Linked DNA regions of Mus musculus: region 1 is linked to region 2. A link is a contact called in public HiChIP or PLAC-seq data. All regions are on one chromosome and are shown on one strand. The core of a region is the stretch at or near the end of the contact, and the rest is flanking DNA. Distances in the headings are between cores, read along the strand shown.

The links. HiChIP or PLAC-seq counts read pairs in DNA pulled down with a chosen protein or histone mark.
Region 1: a contact with region 2 is called in an H3K27ac HiChIP or PLAC-seq map of embryonic stem cells, with 9 times the contacts expected there. The contact joins the promoter of Prkx here to the promoter of Rab39b in region 2. A contact is called at or near these places in 1 of 39 promoter capture datasets (hippocampal neurons) and 1 of 115 datasets of contacts at active chromatin or transcription factors (embryonic stem cells).

Annotation. Positions count from the first base shown.
Region 1 is chrX:77,794,541-77,797,240 of GRCm38.p6, reverse strand. Prkx (protein kinase, X-linked) reads left to right here and starts at 1,302. Exons shown (of 9, transcript NM_016979.2): 1 at 1,302-1,693. The coding sequence starts at 1,537.
Region 2 is chrX:75,576,948-75,579,647 of GRCm38.p6, reverse strand. Rab39b (RAB39B, member RAS oncogene family) reads left to right here and starts at 1,417. Exons shown (of 2, transcript NM_175122.6): 1 at 1,417-1,855. The coding sequence starts at 1,641. It overlaps Gm25421 (a small nuclear RNA gene), which reads left to right and starts at 677; the gene lies at 677-840.

The DNA of each region.
Region 1 (2,700 bases), core at 53-2,552, 2.2 Mb before region 2:
AACAAGAACAATTAGCCAGAAGTGGAACTACAGAAACCAAAATGCAAGCTTAGTAGATTTAGAAACTTTCCCAGAACTAAGGGCTTTGATGGACTAGTCTTTTAGTTTTGGTAGGTGGCGCTGTCTTCATTTTGAGTGTTATAACCTGAATGATACTTCCATCATGGAGTCAGCTGTATAAAGTCTGGGGGTCTACTAAGGTCTGGGATCAGGCTACAGTTTTGTCATAGTGTAACCAAACTCAAAATAATAGCAGGCTCTGTGCATTCTGACTAGTGGAGTATCAGGTCCTAGCATGTGTTTATTGAATGAGAAAATGTTCTCAATGTGAAACAATAAAAAAAAATAATAATAAATAAAGCAGCCAGCAGACTTTCTTGTTGCCAAGGTCAGTGTACTTGCCACCTACGGGCATCATCGGGGCAACTGGTTCCGAATGGATGGTCCCCACTTCATTCCTGACTTGGGGCCCTATTGGCCCTGTGTCTTCTAGGACCCAGTGCCTCAAAGCTAGGAGCGGTGCAGTGCAGTGAGCATGCACTGAGCAGCCGGGAGACCACATTCTTTGCATTCCAGGCTCAGGGAAACACCGCCCTCACCTTGCAGGTGGTGGCTGCGGTCTGTGAAGCACCCAGTTCTCAGCACTGCCTACGAGCCCAGGCCTGTTTGAAGCCGCATAACAAGTCCCTGGAAACCCGGTCTACTCAGGAGCCCCAGGGCTCAGGATCAGCAGGTGCTGCAGGGCCACTGAGAGCCCGGGCTTTCGGGAGGGCGGCACTCGGGGACTACAGAACACCAGGAGTTCAATCCCCTGAGATTAAGGAGAAACCGAGAAACCCTGCCCAACCCGGACTCCTTCTGGTGCCTTTACCCACTGCTAAGGCTCTGCTGGTAAATATCCAAGCAGCAGCCGGAAGTTCCTGCACCTCTTCCTTCCCGCTTCCTGCCAAGGGGGAGGAACCAGGCATGCGGTGTGTGTGTGTGTGTGTGTGTGTGTGTGTGTGTGTGTGTGTGTGTGTGTGAGAGAGAGAGAGAGAGAGAGAGAGAGAGACCCATGGTGTGCGTGCGTGTGTGTGTGTCAAGCTGGACCCCGTGGCCCCAGTGCAGCCCCCTCCATTACTTTTACTTTGGTGCAGGTACATCCCATGGGCGTGGGCCCCGCGGGTGAGTAACAATAGGCAGGGTTGGGCCAACGCCGGGCTCCTCCCCGTCGGTTACGCAACAAGGCGGAGCGAGATGAAGGCTCTTCCCCCTCGCGTCATCCAGACACCCCACTCCCCCGCCGTCACAAGCCGGTCGCCGCCCAGCCGGCTTCCGCCGGGAATGAAGAGGGTTGCGGTTGGCTCCGGTCCCGCGGACCCCACGCGCGTCCGTGGAGCCCTCGGGCGACTTCCATGAGCCCCTCCCATCGCTCTGAGACCCGCTGAGTTTGCTTCCATTGTCCTCTCGGCCGCGGGCTCCGGAACACCCGTGCGAGCCCACTGCTGATGCACAGACTGCCATTGCGCCGCTGTCACACCGTGCGTCCCCCGCCCCATGGAGCCGCCCGCTGGTGCCGCGGCGACCGTAAAAGATCCAGACCATGACCCCGTGAAGACCAAGGTCTCGGCGCCCGCCGCGGACCCCAAACCCAGGACATCGTCACAGAAGGCGGGGCACTCGTTACAAGATTGGGACACCATAGCCACCGTGGGTGAGTGAGAACTGAGTAAGAACTTATGTGTGGGGACGCGGCTTGGGAGCGACCCTCAGATTTCTGTCTCCCACACTCTCATTACTGGGCCTCCGGAAACGGGGCAGCCCCACGTCACAGAGCTTTCAGGAGGGTGACTTCACCTTAGGGACTCGGAGGCTCCCTACTGGGGTGCTAGCCACCCTTGGGACACCACGCCCGGCCTCCCTGGCGCTTGCGCACCCGCTCATGCCCAGGATTTCTCGGGATCGCATCCAGCCTCCGCACTGTAGACCCCTGGCGGGACTCGAAGGGACGCGTGACCCCCAAGGGACCCTTCGGGGACGTTTTCCCAGCATCTATTGTGTGCCTGGGTCTCGTTTTTTCTTTAGTGGCTCAAACTTGGTACCCTCGTGACCCCGAAAGTTGCTAGGGAAGCCGGTAGATCCCCAAACGTGCCGGAGTACTGGGGAGGGAGGCTAGGATCTTGCGAATCATGGGCGCCAGCTTCTCAAGTCTGAAGCCCAGGAGTCCCGGGCTTCTCAGCAAACTTGGTCACTAGGACAGTTGTGCCTGGTGTGTTGATGATTAGGAAAGTGTTCCGGGAGGATGGAGGAAGGACAGAGGGAGGGATTGGCGTCCTCCGATCAGCTGTGAGCAGAGATTCTAGAGGCTTCTGTGTTCACCCTGGTGTGGAAGTCAAGTCAGGGTTCAGGACCAGGATGAGGGGCAATAAACACTTTCTCAGCTGAGCAGGTGAGATGTTAAAAAAAAAATGTGTGTGGGTAAAAGGGCTTGCAAGTTTGATCCTGGTTCCCTCTTGGAGGCTGGCTGACACTCGCTGCATCTTGGCTTTTGATTGACTTTTGAGGGAAACTGAGCTGCTTGAATGAATGTCGTTTATTTATGTATCATGTTGTATTCTAGGCTGGCCTTTCCATCACTGTGTAGCCAGGATGACCTTAAACTACACATTCTCCGCCTCCCCCTCTTTCTGAGTGCTGGGAACCGAGCCCCACTCCACCACA
Region 2 (2,700 bases), core at 168-2,667:
TACAGTCACCAAACACAGATACTATTGTGGATGCCAAGAAGTACTTGCTGACAGGAGTCTGATACAGAGCCTGACAAATACAGAGATCTATGCTCACAGCCAACCATTGAACTGAGCACAGGGTCCCAAATGGAGGAGTTAGAGAAAGGACTGAAGGGGTTGAAGGGGTTAGCAACCCCATAGGAAAAACAACAATATCAACCAACCAGAACCCCCAGAGCTCCCAGAGACTAAACCACCAACCAAAGAGTACACATGGAGCGACTCATGGCTCCAGCTGCATATGTAGCAGAGGATGGCCTTGTGGGACATCAATGGGAGGAGAGGCCTTTGGTCTTGTGAAGGCTTGATGCCCCAGTGTAGGGGAATGCCAGGACCAGGAAGTGGGAGTGGGTGGTTGGGTGTGGGAGCACCCTCATAGAACAGTGGGAGGGAGAATGGGATGGGGGGTTCTGGAGGGGAAACCGAGAAAGGGTAAAACATTTTAAATGTAAATAAAGAACATATCCAATAAAAATAAGCATTAAATCTAAACATATTTCTCAGAATATATGCAAATAATCATGAAAAGAAATCTTAAAAATATTCAATATCACTAATCATAAAGAAAGTGCAAATCACAGTAGAATATCATCTCACCAAGATATGAAGGACAATTATCAAAAAGACAAAAGAGATACTTACCTAGCACAAGATATGCCATGATCATGAAAGCGGATTACCCATAGCAAGGTTTATACATTGCACTCAAAATGTGCTGACTCCCTGGGATTTCTCCTACTGCTGGGAAACTTTATTGCATATTTTATGGTAATGAGGAGACTGATTTTGTGCTCTTCTAATCAGCAGAGGGGAACAAGATTAAAGATAACAAGTGTGTGTGTGTGTGTGTGTGTGTGTGTGTGTGTGTGTAGAGCAAAGGGAACCCTTGCACACCACTGGTTATAAATAAATTAGGACAGCTATTAGGGAAAACAGTGTGAATGTTCTTTTAAAAATGTGTTGGAAATGGAGAGACGTATATGACACTTTGTTATTTGCACAAAAAGTATAGGATTAAATTTTGTGTCTTTTAAAAAATAAATAGCAATAAATGCACATGCATATGCCTGAATAATAATATTTGCATGTTTGAGCATGGAAACCCGGAGAAGACAATTATTCGACTTTTGTTTACTTTTATGTATTTTTCTAGATTTAATAAAAATTAATTAGATTTGCAATTGTAACGGCAGAGAGATTTTTATATTAATTTTTATAATAATTTTTATATTAATAGGAGAGTGGTCGGTATAATTAAAAACAGAACACATTACTCTCCTGTCCGTTTTTGTGTGCGCTCCTCTAACAGACAGTGTGGTGAAACTACTGCCGCGTCTACGCAGAGAATTACAGTAACTCGGTTTTCAGTGATGAGTCAGAGTGCGTGGTGCTGATGCTGCTGCCATTTCATCACCTTTGCGAGCGCAGCATCCATCCCTTCGTTCCCCCAGCGCCTGGGCCTACCTTGCTTCAGGCTACCAGGCCAGTGATGTTCTCGCGGCCGATCTAGAAACGGGTTGATCTGTGCTAAGGCCTTGGTGGGGCGCCCCCTCCCGCCTCCCCAGGCCCGGGCCGAAGAGTCCTGCCAGGCCACTGCCATGGAGGCCATCTGGCTGTACCAGTTCCGGCTCATTGTCATCGGCGATTCCACGGTGGGCAAGTCCTGCCTGATCCGCCGCTTCACCGAGGGCCGCTTTGCTCAGGTTTCAGATCCCACCGTGGGGGTAGATTTTTTCTCCCGTTTGGTGGAGATCGAGCCAGGAAAACGCATCAAGCTCCAGATCTGGGATACAGCGGGTCAAGAGAGGTTCAGGTGGGAGTGCACCACGGGCCCGCGCGAGCAGTGGGAGGGTCTTTGGGGCTTATTCAGTCCCTGGGGAAAGAGGACTTCCCGGTTCTTTTCGCGATGCTGCCAGGGTGACAAACAAGGGTCTGTCTGGGGCTTTTCAAGCCCACTTTGAGCTACCTTTGAGTTCGATGCAGGAAAGAACCGCCCAGGCAGGAGAAGGCCATTCATTATCACATTATTTGAACCACAACTCCATCAATCTGCTTTTGGTAGCTAATAAATAACTTGAAATTGATCACTGTATAATTCATCAAAATCAGACCCTATGATTCATAGTTTAAAAAAATCCAAGTCATTTTAACATAACTGAAAGCTATAGGTAGGTAGATGTATATTGACTTCTTTCTATATATCCGTTTATATTTGTGGGGAAGAAAAGACAGAGGGAGAGACAGAGACACAGAGAGAATGAATATGCCCTAATATAAAGGAAATGGAGACTGATTAATTGACTGTCTTGTAACCATCATACAGTCAGTTGCCAGAGGGTGGAATCATTTCTGAAGAAATAGTATGAGGTTACTCACATAAGAGAATTCCATATAAAGTAAATAGTCAGAGCCCCTGACTTCTTGGAACTTCAGTACTAGCATGGTCAGAAGAAACAGAAACAGAGGCAACACACAAAAGAGTGTTTTGTTGTTTGTATTTATATGCCACTCCCTACTGTACCACTGGGCACATAATCATTCAGCATGTTTATTTTTCTTTCACAATCCTTTGCTCTTCCTTTGTAGTATTTATTTGTAATTTCATGTATGAATACAGAGGAGAGACCGGAGAAGATGAAGCCCAAGTAAAGATAGGAA